Regions from separate parts of the Mus musculus genome. Here region 1 is linked to region 2. The links are chromatin contacts, called in public ChIA-PET maps. All regions are on one chromosome and are shown on one strand. The core of a region is the stretch at or near the end of the contact, and the rest is flanking DNA. Distances in the headings are between cores, read along the strand shown. Region 1 has its middle 45 kb from the start of Gm36140. Region 2 has its middle 57 kb from the start of Ubl3.

Region 1 (7,845 bases), core at 3,960-6,459, 180 kb after region 2:
CGGGAGTGGTGGTGGGGGTGAGCAGATGGGAAGGGAGCAAGAGCAGCGAAGAAGGAGAAAGTTTAGTTCCCAAAGAGCTGGGCTGCTCACTTGGTTTTGGCAGGCATGGAAAGCTAGTCTTTAGGAGAGACGTGACAGGACTTTTTAAAACAGGTTCTCTTTAGAAAGGAGAAGAGATAGGCTCAATAGAGAGCATGCTGTCTTCACAGGGCACCTCAAACTCACCAGGAAACAATCACAGAAGCAATGCAGATTCTTGACTCCTGTTGTGTCTGAAGTTCTGGCCCTGGACTTTACACTTTAAGTAAACTAGCTGTCGATCAGTGGCATCCTGAACCCCTGAGCCATAGAACTGAGCAGGTTCTGAATGCTCCCTTCTTCTCTTCTCCCCTTCCCTCCCCTTCCCTCCCCTTCCCTCCCCTTCCCTCCCCTTCCCTCCCCTTCCCTCCCCTTCCCTCCCCTTCCCTCCCCTTCCCTCTCCTCCCCTCTCCTCCCCTCTCCTCTCCTCTCCCCTCCCCTCCCCTCCCCTCCCCTCCCCTCCTCTCTGCTTCTTCTTCTTCCTCCTCCTGCTCTTCTGCTTCTCCTCCCTCTCCCTCTCCTTCCCTCCTCTTCTTCTTTGGGCATCTTTTTTTGGATACTTTCCTGCTTTCTTCTTTGTATACTGTTCATTCAGACCTTTTGTCCACTATTAAACTTGGGATCTTTCTTATTTTTGCGTTTTAAGTGTAAATTGTTGAGGGCTGGAGAGACAGTTCAGTGGTTAAGAGCACTGGCTGCTTTTGTAGATGACCCAGGTTAGTTCCCCCCGGCATCCACATAGGAACTCACAACCATACATAATTCTAGTTTTAGGGAATCTGACGCCGTCTTCTGGCCTCTGTGTGCACTGCACCCCTATGGTGCACAGGCAGACACACAGGAAAATGCACACATAAAACAAATAAACTTGAAAATATATATTGTATATTTTGTGTTGGGAGCCAAAACTAAATTCTTTATAATAATCCAAGTGAAAAAGATGACCACCAAGTCTTAAGACATAAAGCTGAACCTCCTCCCCAAGCTGACTAAATCCAGACAAAGGTCACCAACAGACTGTTCCAGTTGACCCCCTCCCCAAGCTGACTAAGTCCAGATGAAGGACACCAACAATTACACAAGATGACTCCAGACCTGACTGACGCTCTTGCGCACGCCAGACTTGCCAGCAAGAACGACGCTGCAACAGGATCCTTCTGCACACGTTTATTGGGAGAGACTGATTGCAGAGGCGAAGAGAGACCCCAAGCCCAGAACTGGTGCTGCTTATATAGGCCTAGGAGAGGCGTGTCTCACACCCGGATTGGTTATGCATGGGTTATGCTTACCACCTCATTTGCATGTCTCACATCTGATTGGTTAACATGTCTCTCATCTGATTGGTTAACTTGTCTCTCATCTGATTGGTTAACTTGTCTCTCATCTGATTGGTTAACTTGTCTCTCATCTGATTGGTTAACTCTCAAAACCTCATCTTGGCAAGAAACTTTACTGCCTATGTATGTGTGGTGGCCAGTGGTGGCCAGTGCCACCCTGCAACGGCACATGTGGCTTCCCACATCTCCCCCTTTTGTTTTAATAAAATGAGGCTGGACTAGGCCTGTGCAATTATGTCCATCCACCGTGGCTGCTGTTTTAGGTCGTTCCTCTAATGTCACAGCCTTACCCGTCATAGGGTAACCCTATCGCCACTGGGTCCCGTGTCTTAGGTTGGTCTGTGCATGAGGAAAGTTGCCCGTCTCTGGATACCGCAGTTCTGTGTGACAATAGCTGCTAGATGACCTAGGGCGAACTCTACAAAAGAGGCCAGCCAAAAAATGAATTAGTAGGGAAGTCATGATCACCCTATCGCGTACAATGAGGAAACCTCAGTGATGTGCAAGGGCTGATCAATGATCGTTGAGTCTCTCTCATTCCAGTGCAATGGATCTATAAATCCATGGGGTGCAAGAGCAGAGAACTCAGATGCCGACTAATTCTTGAGCATAGATAACCAAACTTCAGGGGAGGTGCTGTTTTCAATAGCTAAAAGTGCCTAAGTTATAATCACCTTGTCACGTTTTTGTTGGGTTCTGAACTTGCATACCAACCAGAGCATGAACACCAGTCCACAGCATATGGCAGCACCAAACAAAATCACTCCCACCCATTCCTTAAAGTAAGAAAAAGCAGAGGTAAGCCAAGAGGTAAAATTGCCAACAATGACGGGTTCTATTTGAGTTCCATTAAGGCTTAAAATCTGGCATTAGATGTAAAGAATTGAGGAAACACCTGAATGCGTCAACAGCATGGTTTCAGGAACACAGAGCTCTTCAGTTCTCACTAGCGGGAGCACCCCCAGCCACAGGAACATCCACGTCCTCATAGCTCTGCTTGCTTTGAATTGCTCTGGTCAGCCGTTCTGGGACCCACAGCTGTTGTCGGTGATCCTGAGGAAACACACAAACAGACCCTCTTGCCCACGTCAACACTGTCAACACAGGTGAGCAATGATTTCCACGCCCTTATGGCAATCTGATTCACCTACTCAAACACCTGCACTGGATGTCCTGTCTGTTGTTGTGCAAAGCGACCTTGACCAAGCAGCATATCCTTATCCCATGCTGGATTTCCTGCAGCAGAGTTAGACGCTGCCTGTTCATTTGCAAATTCAATAAGGAAGGCTTTCCGATCTAAATACTGCCCAGGTGAAAGGCATGCCTTCACCAAGACTGCCCAATCAGACGGCATCATGCAGTGTCTATTCAAGGTCTCTACCTGAGTCACAGTATAGGAGGCAGTTAAGCCGTACGTCTGCATGGACTCAGCCAAATTCCTGATTACTTTGAAATCTAGAGGCTCATGATATCTCTGCCTTGCTTAGTCGGTGAAAATAGGACATCCCAGCAAGGAGAATCTAACCTCTCTCCAAACCTCCGGACAGAAGGTCTGCCTATAGGTGGCTGCTGAGGAGGCATAGGGAGGGGGCGCAGAAGCTAATTCGCCTTCCTCCTCCGCCTCGGCTCTTTTATTTTGTCCTTTCTGTCCACCTGATAACACTGTGTCTCCTTTCTTTTTCTTTCTTTTTTTTTAAGCCCTTCTCCTCTTCCGACATACTCTCTTGTTGCTCTGTAAGGATTTTCTGACCTGTCTTGACTGCCTCTACACACAGTTTCAAACAGTAACAGAGTCCATATATCAGAACAAACAAGACCAAAACTATCAGACCTACCCACAAAGAGTCAATGGGAGAAAAAAGCATAACTCATGAACCTTAACATGTCCCAAAGCCGGGAACCTTATCGTCTCAATCCTTTCTTTCCTTCTCTTCTCTCTTTCCCTTCTCTCCTTCCTTTCTTTCCTTTCTTTCCTTTCCTTTCCTTTCTTTCCTTTCTTTCCTTTCCTTTCCTTTCCTTTCCTTTCCTTTCCCTTTTCCTTTCCTTCACTATTTCCTTTTCTTTATCACTGATTCCTTCATTTTTCCTCCCTTTTCTTTTCCTTTTTCTTAAAAAAACATATCCCCCTTTAACGCGGGGATCAATTTGGGAGACTTACTGGTACCACCGTTCCTCAGCTGAAGAGTTCTGAATCCACGCCGGATCCTTCTCAGCAGTCTGTTTTACGGGAACACTTTATTAACCGCTCCTTCCCCGTGATGCAGTTCTGAATCCTCCCTGTAGCAGGGGGTCTTCGCTCGTGCCTGAAGATGTTTCTTTTCCCGGATTTTGGCACCACTTCTTGCACGCACCCGACTCACCAGCAAGAATGATGCTGAACAGGATCCTTCTGCACATGTTTATTGGGAGAGACTGATTGCAGAAGCGAAGAGAAACCCCAAGCCCAGAACTGGTGCTGCTTATAAAGACCTAGGAGAGGCGTGTCTCACACACGGATTGGTTATGCATGGGTTATGCTTACCACCTCATTTGCATATCTCACATCTGATTGGTTAACATGTCTCTTATCTGATTGGTTAACTTTTCTCTCATCTGATTGGTTAACTTGTCTCTCATCTGATTGGTTAACTCTCAAAACCTCATCTTGGCAAGAAACTTTACTGCCTATGTATGTGTGGTGGCCAGTGGTGGCCAGCACCACCCTGCAATGGCGCATGTGGCTTCCCACATGACACAAACAGCAGATGTCATAACCACAAGATGTACTTTTAGATATCATACTTCCCCTTGTAGTCACCAAGGAAAATTACCACTGCTCCCCACTGCCCTTCTGCGTAAGGGTTATTTCCCCTTTGATCTTTTTGTATAAAAACTACAAGCTTTGCTGAATACAACGAGGCCTTGACAAGATTCAGATTGGCTCCGTCTCTTTTCTGTGCTTGGCCTCCGTTTCTCTCTCACCCCACCCCCCATTTAGTTTTAGGAGCAGTCCCCTCGAGACCCACGAATAACTGGGCCTGCTGGACGGGTCAATTTTGGGTGCAAATTGTTTATCAGGTATGCGAATCACGAGTATTTTTCTTCCAGGATGTAGCTTTTTGTTTTATTCTCTGAACAGTCTCTTGCACAGCTAAAAATGTTTGATTTTAATGAGACCAACTCTACCCATTCTTTCATGGTTTGTGTTTTTCATCTCAAATAAAATCTACTGTATTTAAAGTTTAAATCTACTTATTTAAAGTTTATAACATGAAGATGGGACAGTATTGATGTCTGTGGCCCACATTACCACCAAGGGCCATGTGGATGTCCATGGTCTGTGCTGCAGCCTGAACCCACGTTGATGTCTATAGGCTGTGCTTCCACCATAGGCCATAATTATACGGGGGACCTTCGAGCTGCCCTCTGTGGCCATGGTAATGTCCGGGTCCTACTGGGTTCTACTGCAGCCAGGGACAGTCTGTGTCAATGTCCGTGACCTGTGTTGTCACTGAAGGCCATGTGGATGTCTGTGGGCTGTGCAGCTGTCATGGGCCATACTGATCTGAGTGGCCACCTGAGGGCCATGGTGAAGCCCACAGTCTGGGCTGCCTCCAAGGGTCTTGTAAGGGTCTGTGGTCCACTGTAATCAGGGGCTGTGTTTGTGGTCTGTGCTGTCACCAGAAACCACGCAGAGGCCCATGATGGTGCTCTAGCTGACTGAAGAGCAAGGAGGTTACTTTCGCTGTGATATCGATGACAGCAGATGCACAGCTGCAAGGAAGGGACATGGAAGGTTTCTGTGACAACCCCATCCTCCTCCTGCCCCCACCCCCAAAGTAACAGCTAGACAGGAAGCCACTGAAGAGAACTCTTATAACAGTGTGACAGAGATGCTGAAGTACTCTCCACAACGGATGGCTTCAGGCAGAGGTGTGGGGGGAGGACTCAGTTCTATTCAAGGGACAGACCACTGGGAGAGTGACCATGCCCCAGTCCAATGAGTATATAAATAACACAAATTGGACTTGTTTCTTTTTTAATTCTTATTTTTATTTTTACTTTTTTTGGCTGGGGGTGGGGTGGGGTGGGGTGAGGTCACAAGTCGGGTCAGACAATAAAAGATTGGGAAGTAAATGTGATCGGGGTACGTGATGTGAAACTCCCAGAGGATCAATAAAAATGTTATGTTCCAAATAAATAAATAAATAAATAAAGTTTGTAACATTCAAGGTCCTCTAGGTTTCCTCCTGTACAGTTGTCATAGTTACCTTCCGCTAGGAGAAAGGGAACCAAAATTGAGGTAACACACATTGATTGGCCTGTGGCCACCGGTTTTTGATCAATTATTGATACAGGACGGTCCAGACCCAGGTAGGTAGTGCCATTCCTGGGTAGGTGGGCCTGAGCTCTACTGGAAAAGCAGCTGAGAGAGTCAGAGGGACGGACTTACATTCAAGCCACAAGCCACGGTGTGGCCTTGGGGCTCACCCCTTTCTTCTCTCCTAAGAGGCGGAGCAGATAAGCATCTATCACTCATTGGCTCCCTGGGGAATCACATGTTAAATGAACCCACCCACCTTTCTGTGGTCTCACCGTTTCCCAGAATCCACTCTCTTCTTGCCAGTGTCCCACCCCCTACTTCCTGCCTCAGCTCATTGGCTATCTTTTTTAATTGACAAGTGATGTGTGTGAGACACTCTCTCTATACCTTTCTCTCTTATTCACCAGTCTATGGGCAGTTCACTCCCGTGAACCTTTGGAGGGTGAAGTGGAAACTTCCTTCTGTCCTTACTGTTCACAGGTCCACATGTTCCAGAACATTCCAATGTTTATGTTAAGCAGGTACAGTTCCCTGTAGCTCAATTGTCTCTAATAGCACTGTTTAAATATATATATATATATATCCATTCTTGTAACATTATCTTTTGTTTTCATGTGCCAGAGCCACACGTACTTAAAAATGTCACAAGCAATCAAAGAGGTAACAAGCAAGCCCGAGATTAAATCTTTCCCCACACAGCTCTGGAAATGCTTTACAAACACAAAATGCCAAATCCGACATGGGTAGACTCTCCTTCATTTTTGTTTCTGTTGAGAGCAATAATTAGCTTGACATTTCTGATGGTAATCTGCTAACAAGTACGAAACTTATTAAGTCTTCAAGCGTGTGTGGCATTTTGACCCAGCCCAAGGATACTGCCTATTTTAGCATCAAGAAAGAACTTCAAGAATATTGAGTGCACTTAGTATTGTACTTATTTGAAAAAAAAAATTAAAGTTAAAATGACCTACACGGTGGTGACTAATGCTTGTGGCGTGGCCTCCTGAGGTCCAACCGTGGTCCAAAACTCTTAGAAATAATAAGTTTTACATTGTCTTAGTTGGCCTTCTATTGCTGTAAAGAGACTCCATGACTATGACTCTTATACAAGAGGGCATTGAACTGGGGCTGGTTGATAGTTTCAGGCTGGTTTGTAGCCAATTGTCATGGCAGGGAGCAAGGCAGCGCACAGGCAGATATGGTGTTGGAGAAGTTGAGAGTTCTGCATGTGCCCACAGGCAGCAGAAGAGAGAGAACCTCTGCGCCTGGCTTGGGGTTCTGAAACCTCAAAGCCCATCCCTCATGACTCACTTCCTCCAACAAGGCCATAGCTCCTACTTCTTTCAAATGGTGTCACCCCTGGGGCCCTCCCCCCAAGCATCTAAGTCTGTGGGCCTACGGGGGCCATTCTTATTCAAACCATCAGAACATTGCATGCCATTCTGACAACATGGTGGAGTCAGACTGCCTGTCCCATTCTTTCTGGGGCACACACCATCTCTGTGCCCAGTACATGTATAAGCTCTCTGCCACAAGTCACACAATAGCTGTCCATGCTACCAGTGGATGGTCAGGGCACCTTAGCGTATCCACTCAAGTAATGCTTATTTTATTGATGGCTCCAAAGCCCAGGCACGGCAATGGTGATGGTTTGCATGTGTCACAGTAACAGCACACAGTGTTTTAAGTCAAAAAGTAGGGCTGGAGAGATGGCTCAGTGGTTAAGAGCACTGACTGCTCTTCTGAAGATCCTGAGTTCAAATCCCAGCATCCACATGGTGGCTCACAACCATCCGTAATGAGATCTAACACCTTCTTTTGGTGCATCTGAAGACAGCTACAGTGTACTTACATATAATACATAAATCTTAAAAAAAAAAAAGTAAGTAGAAAAGTGATTGGTTTGGGCTTAATTAACACACTGACATGGCTTAGATCTGTAGTATGTTAATATCTCACTGAGCTTAAAGTATCAACTTTATTACAGGCATGTATGATGTGGTGGCTCATCATGATTGTTAACTTGATTGGACTGAGAAGTACTTAGATTATTGAAGTATGCCTCTGGGTGTGTCTGTGTGGGTGAGTTCAGAGAGAATTAAGGGGCAGGGGAGACCTGAATGTGGG
Region 2 (7,205 bases), core at 1,848-4,347:
TTCTCTCCCTATTTCCCAGAATCCTCTCTTGCTGCCAGTGTCCCACCTCCTATTTCCTGCCTCAGCTCATTGGCCATCGGCTTTTTTTATTGACAGATGATGCTTCTAAGAGATTCTACAGTATCACACTGAGGGTCTAGCTGCGGGGTACAGAACTTACCGAGCATCCACAGAGATTTTAATCCCTTCCCTGCAAGGAAATGAATCAAAACAAAAATTATAGATTCTGTACAGACAACAATGTCTCCTTTTTAGTCTGTGGGACGGAGCCCACAGATAGAGAAGGCTTAGCACCAAAACCAGGTGATAAGCCAGCTCCACCACTCAATGGGTTCTCCAGGGAGGGAGCGAGGATTAAGAAGAAGAGAATTAGACAACACCATAGCATGACCCCAGCCTGTTTTGAGGCTGACACGGGTTTATTTTTCTCCAGTCTGCTTTTATACCACTCTAAGTACATGCAAAGAATAAGGTCAGTTCTAGGTCAAGGAACAAACAAGGCAACAAAGTCCAAGATGATCAAGATCTTGAGCCTACATCCTTGTCCTAGCCCAAAGTCAAATTCCTGCCAAATTCCTAGACGCTGTTCCAAGAGCTCTCCACAACCAGGCTCAGTCTATCAAGCATAACTAGAAAGACGTTAGCAGTGTGCATTAGTTATGGAGCAAAGGTTAGACCACCCCTGATCTTTCAGGAAACTCCCTGCACCACACTGGAAAACTGGGTCCCCATCTTGGCCAACGCTCTATGGCAGTCAGCAGGTGCCACATGGAGAAGTCACATGCAAACGAGGAAGTCGCTGCTTTCAAGCCATAAACCACTAGCCTGGCTGAGCAGCAAAATGGAAGCTTCGCACTCAGTTTTGCTTTCTGCACACTTAGCTGTGAGTGGAAATCTCACCCCACCTGGGGCCATCTGTTGGGGAGCCCTGGGTGCATGAGTCAGGAGAACCAAAGCACCCAACCTTCATAGGTGCAGTTATAAGGAACCACCCTCCAGAACCCACTGTATAAAGAGGAAGCTGCTTCTAATTTCTTAGCTAGAGGAGGATCATTTCAGACAGTGACTTTGAAAAATAACTCTTTAGACATGTCCTGTGTGCTACATCTGTCACAAGAGGTCCTACAGGAGTGTGTGAGACTAGCACAGGGTCGAAGCAGAGTCCACAGGCAGAAATCTATTGCCATCAAAATCATTAGAGAAGCAAGGGACTGCGTGGACTGTGAGTATCAGCAGGCTCTTCCCCTTCATCCTGACAAGCAAAATGAGAGATAAATAAAAGGACTTCTCAAAGAAGACTTCCTAGGAGTCAAGGGGCGATATGAGATCTGAGCAGGTGGGGGAGTAGAGGATCGGGAAGATGATAGAAAGGGAAGCTTGAAGGGGCATCCTACCAGAAACGAGTGTAGGAGATCAGCTGAAGGCTGAGGGCAAGCCCACGCGGGGACATTAGCAACATTTCTCCAGCTAGGCAACCATGAACTCAGAATTCGGGAATACCATAGAGATGGTGAAGTCCACAGGTAGAAACTGGGTCTCCTGTCCTCAGATTCCTAAAACCTCTTCCACAACTCCACCCAGGCTGGGTGTCACCTAAATTGTTAGCACTAAGGCTACGTGCAAGGTAATCAGAGACTGGCAGTAGCCAGATGGGGCACTGTGGAAATTAGCATGGTGGTCACAGTGGGAGCACCTGTCCTAGGAGTCAGCCAGACATCTGCCAACATGCCAGAGGGGCTTGAACATCCACATTGGTAGTCAAGAGACAGAACTGGTCTACATGCTCAGATGAATCGGTAAGGGAAATGTAGTGTATTTATTCAATAGAATTTTTATTCAGCCATCTGGAACAGTAACATTACTGGAAAATGGAAGTCATTGCATTGAACATTGAGTAAAGCAGGCCAAACTCAGAAAGACAAATGTGTGTTTTCTCTTACAGGCAAACTCTAGAGGTCAAAACCAGTAAAAGACATGTCTATGGACTTGATCCCAGAGGACAGACACACAGACACACATAGAGAAAAGCTGGGATCGGGTGAGCTTGATTCCTCTCCTGGAGCAGCACCAACAGCCTGGAACCTTCGCACGTATTTTGTACCGCACAGGGGGAGGAGCTAGCTGTTTTGGTGGGAGGGCTCTGTAGAGGGAGGAGCTAGCTGTTTTGGTGGGCGGGCTCTGTAGGAGAGGAGCTAACTGTTTTGGTAGGAGGGCTCTGTAGGTCAGCTCTCTCAGGTTGCAACAATCTGGGAACAGATCCCTACAGCTGTTAGTATTTTTGTTTTGTTCTTTTTTATTTTTTTGCATACTCTTAATGTCTACCCTAAAGAAAGACTTTGCCAGTTTCCATAGATCTGAGGCACTCGCCCTGGTCAATGATACCCATCCCTCAGGGCTTATCTGCCCCTTACATGGTCACTCAGGCCTTTCTTGGTTCCCCAGGAGACATAGAAGTAAAAGGGAGATTTTTTAGAAAGGGGGAAGGGTTGAAGAATATGATCAAAGGACATTATCTGTACGTGCTTTGAATGAGACAGCTCACAATGAAACCTACTGTTTTGTATAATTAATCTATTGCCATCAAAATCATTAGAGAAGCAAGGGATTGCGTGGACTGTGAGTATCAGCAGGCTCTTCCCCTTCATCCTGACAAGCAAAATGAGAGATAAATAAAAGGACTTCTCAAAGAAGACTTCCTAGGAGTCAAGGGGCGATATGAGATCTGAGCAGGTGGGGGAGTAGAGGATCGGGAAGATGATAGAAAGGGAAGCTTGAAGGGGCATCCTACCAGAAACGAGTGTAGGAGATCAGCTGAAGGCTGAGGGCAAGCCCACGCGGGGACATTAGCAACATTTCTCCAGCTAGGCAACAGGGTCCAGGGTCACACCAGCAGGTTTCAGCCACCCCTCCCCCACCCACGCCCATGCCATTTCCTCAAACTCTAGACTACTGTAATCAGGAAGCAAGCATGTAAAGTTGGAAAAAAAAAAAAAAAAGATCAAAGCCCTAGACGTCAGCTGAGAACCCAAGTGCTGACAAAAGAAAGCAGTACGGAAGTGAGAGGAAGTGCAAATGAAGACCATGGGACTGTTCACACACGCAGAGGAGAGACTAGACAGGCACTGAGGAAAGCCCAAGAAGAAAGGGGCGGGGCGTTGACGCAGAGGGCTGGCGAGGGGTCACGGGACTTCCACAAGGGGAGTACCAAAGTCTGGCCTGGTGGGCTCTCTGCTCTTACGGCTCTAGGAACTCCGAGATGGGGTCGGGTGTGGGGTTTGCTTTAGCCCAGGAATGTCTACCTGGCTACCTGGGCAATAGAAGAAGAGAGGAGGAGGACGGGAAGGCGTGTGCATGTGTGTGTGTGCACAAATCTTCCAGATAGAATTCAACCCATAGACTGAAGGTATACCTTGTGTTCTTGGGAATTTTGGTGCTGAAGTTTCTATGCCAAGACAAACTAGGAAATGTCCAGGTATCCAGGAACAAAAAAAAATCAATTGCAACAGAAACAACTCAGACTAGCTTGTGTTCTTTTACAATATCAAAGCTGATAGCTGGGTGTGATGCTGCATACCTTTAATCCCAGCACTCAGTTAGCAGAGGTAAGTGGATCTGAGTTCGAGGCCAGCATGGTTGACAGAGTGAGTTCCAGGGCAGCCAGGGCTACACTGAGGAACCCTGTCTTAAAAAACCCAAACCAAAAATCAAACAACAATCAAAGCCCTTAAACAACAAAGTAATGTCTACAAATCACTGAAGGGAAGGGCTACTGAGGCCGTTACCCCGTCACAAGCTGTCCATGTGATCAGAAGGCATCAGGGAGGAGCTGATGCAGACATATGGGAAGAGCATGTCAGAGCAACCTTACCGACAGAGGGCGGAATCGTCATTTTAAGCAGACCAATAGCCATGCACGGTGGGTCACATTAGTAATCCTAGTACTCAGAGGGCTGAAGCAGGAGGATAACTAGCAGTTCTAGGCAGTCTCAGTAACAGGCCCAGTCTCAGCCCAAACCACCACCATCAATAAAACCATGAAAATGACAAGAAAGACCACAGTGTAAAAAATGATTATTAATGTTTTGTATATATTAATGCTAGCAGTAATTTTTTAACCAGTTTTCCCCCCAAATAATGGTTCAGTGGTTAAAAGCACTGCCTGCTCTTCCAGAGGTCCTGAGTTCAAATCCCAGCAACCACATGGTGGCTCAGAACCATCTGTAATAGAATCTGATACCCTCTTCTGGTGTGTCTGAAAACAGCTACAGTGTACGCATATAAATATAATAAATAAATCTTTTAAAAAAGAGAATAGTTTATTGAACTCACACCCTAATACTGAACATTCCAGACCAGGAAAAAAAAAAAAAAAAAAAAGGTCTCGGTAGCCTAATTGCGGTATTAGTTTGCTCTCAGGGCTGGCTTTTTATAGGAAGAACCAGGTTCAAAAGTTCAAAGGCAAGCAGTGATGCAGTACAATATTTCTGTCTAACTAGACAAAGTATCATCAGCTAACCTTTAAGCTGATTGGTCCTGAGTGAGGTAAAAAGGGTGGTGAATAGAATTTCAGAACATGGAGATAACAGGGGACAAGCGATTCAACCCTAACTTTTTGGCTTACTAGATGCTGGCTCTGGGTCCATTCATTTCTGCCCTCCGTCAGGCTTATTCAAATCACCACAGTGTTGTATGTACTTTATCATATAGAAAATATCAGGGCTAGGGATGTAGCTCAGTTACACAGTGCTCAGCTAGCACATGGAAGATCCTGGACCCAATCCTAGCATTGTCAAAAAGAAATTCCTGAACTGAGAAGAATAAGGATCTGGGGTGGTGGTGGTGAGGCAGCAGAGAAGAAAGAGGGACATTGTGGGAATGGAAATACTGTGACAGACCGGTGTGGGCTGGCCAGGTGACTACCAGCCCCTCAATATGACCAGAGCCTGGAGGGTGTGTGAGCAGAAATAACTGAGAAAGTTGAGGTTGGATAGCTAAGGAGGGACCATGACGTGAGCAACCTTTGAAGCCTTGCCAGTGGTTGCAGCATCTGGAAGGAGGAGGAGGAGGAGGAGGAAGGTTGTGGGGGACAGCATTGGAGGAGGAACCAATCAGGTAAGTCTCTGATGATGTCATACCTCCTCAGCACATTGCCAAGCCTTTAAGTTCTTGATACCTTTGGGTGTATCAGTCACAGTCCCCCAGAGAAACAGAAGGAATGGGATGTGTGCATAGGAAGGGTCTTGTTAGAAGGAACTGATCGATCCCCACAGTCATGGAGGTGGGCAAGCCCAGAGTCTGTAGTGAGAATTTTGGTTTCTTAAAAACAAACAAAAACCAAAAACTGAAACAAAACACTTATTATGTGAATATGCTTTTGCTTTAATCCCAGCTATGGGATAAGAAGCTGCTTAGCAGCAGGTGATTATGATTTGCCTCATGCACTAGCAGGGGCATGATTTTTGCCAGCTACAAATAGTTTGATTCTGGGGACTCTGGAGAGGGTATGAATGGGAAAGCCCTAAGAGGAGCCATGGCAGCTGCTGCTGCCCCTGCTGCTGCCCCTGCTACTGCTGCTGCTGCTGGTGGTGGTTCTTGCTGTTGCACTTGCTATTGCTGGATTGTTGAATACTCTTGAACCCACTGCCCCTAATTAGCAGGAAGTAGTCTATTTTGTTGGCTGAAAGAGGTCTATGACCTTTTCCCCCTGCTAATCTTTCTCTCCTACCTAGTGTTGGGGAGTTGGGAGGGATTAGGATGCAATAAGGTTGGAAAGGTGGCAGATATAAGAACCCAAAAAAGTAGCCCAGAAAATACACCAGCAAAGGTCTGCAGCAGTAGGCTGGGGCCCAGAGAGCTGATAGTGATTGAAGGTCCAAAGGCACACATCTGGGAAGAGCTTATGCTCTAGGTTGAGTTTGAAGGAAGAAAAGGGCAATGAGTGTCCCAGTTTGAAGGCCAGCCGGCAGCACAAATCTTACCTTCAACTGCTGAGCAAGGGCCTGCTCACACAGGGCATAGGGGTTCTACCTCCTCCAGACCACTGATACTGGTGTTCATCTCATCCCACAGACTGTCAGGGAACCTCAGGCCAACTTCATACAGCTTCTCAAATTATGTGTCTGTATGCTTTTCTAATCCAGTAGTCTGAAGATAGGATGAGGAAGCAGTATTTTTTTTCCCTCTGACATACAGAGGGTGCTTATTAAATACTTTTTTCCTTTTTTTATTGAGATCTAACTTATAGCCTAATCTCAGTTTCTGACAAAAGCAGTTCAATGGATGGGGGAATGGTTAATTTCAGCTTGAGTTCAAGGGCACACTGCATCATGGCAGGGAAGTTGAGGCAGCAGGAGCTTGGAGCAGCTGCAGGTCACATTGTGTCCAGTTAGGAAGAAGAAAGCAATGGATGAATGTTTGTGCTCTGCTCAGTTTTTCCTTTTTTATATATTCTCCAGGACCCTGACCTAGGGAATGTTGCCACCCACATGGGCAGGTCTTCCCATCTCACTTAACCTAATTGTGGTGGTTTTAATGAGAATGGCCCCCATAGGCTCTTATGTTTGAATGCTTGGGTCCCAGTTAGTGGAATTGTTGGGGGAGGATTAGGAAGTGTGGCCTTATGGGAAAAGATGTGTCACTAGGAGGGTGGGGTTTGAGGTTCCAAAAGCCCATGGCGGGCCAAGTCTCTCCCTTTGCTGCCTATGGATCAGAATGTGAGCTGCCTGCCTGTCTGCCTGTCTGCCACCACACTCTCCACCATGATGATCATGGACTAGTCTGAAACTGTAAGCAAGTCTCCTTTTGTAAGTTGCCTCAGTCATGGTGTTCCATCATAGCAATAGTAACCCTAATTAGGACACCGATAGGCCTGCCTAGAAGCTAACCTAACCTATATACTGTCTCCTGGGTGTGCTGGGGCTGGTCTTCTAGGTCAACCTAGAATCTGGAAAGTAGACGCTTCACACCAATCATCACAGTCTTGAAATAAGTAACTTACATTAACTCAAAAAGATACAGAATGTTTTAGGACCCTTCAGTCTCCTGCAGTTAAAGGAACACCCCACAGGCTGGTCACTCTCTAGTCTTTACAAACTAATTTCACAACTGCTATCAAAGTAGCCCACAGGGCACATGCTTTTTTGTGACTCCGTAGTAGGCTTCTGGTCTAGTGACTAAATTTTATCCACAGGGAAGGATTTTAGAAA

Evidence for each region. ChIA-PET counts read pairs in DNA pulled down with a chosen protein or histone mark.
Region 1: a contact with region 2 is called in an RNA polymerase II ChIA-PET map of memory CD8 T cells, with 24 read pairs. The contact joins two enhancer-like sites. A contact is called at or near these places in 3 of 484 Hi-C or Micro-C datasets (granulocyte-monocyte progenitors, natural killer cells and pre-pro-B cells) and 2 of 115 datasets of contacts at active chromatin or transcription factors (memory CD8 T cells and regulatory T cells).

What each region holds. Positions count from the first base shown.
Region 1 is chr5:148,674,597-148,682,441 of GRCm38.p6, forward strand. No RefSeq gene overlaps it. Among named protein-coding and RNA genes, the nearest start is that of Gm36140, 45 kb to the left of the region's middle. Within about 2 kb of position 5,210, at least 50 of the 459 cell types and tissues checked have an H3K27ac peak or open chromatin away from gene starts, as enhancers often do. A contact at or near this core is called in memory CD8 T cells, natural killer cells, pre-pro-B cells and 1 more, where this site is marked.
Region 2 is chr5:148,492,339-148,499,543 of GRCm38.p6, forward strand. No RefSeq gene overlaps it. Among named protein-coding and RNA genes, the nearest start is that of Ubl3, 57 kb to the right of the region's middle. Within about 2 kb of position 3,098, at least 136 of the 459 cell types and tissues checked have an H3K27ac peak or open chromatin away from gene starts, as enhancers often do. A contact at or near this core is called in memory CD8 T cells, natural killer cells, pre-pro-B cells and 1 more, where this site is marked.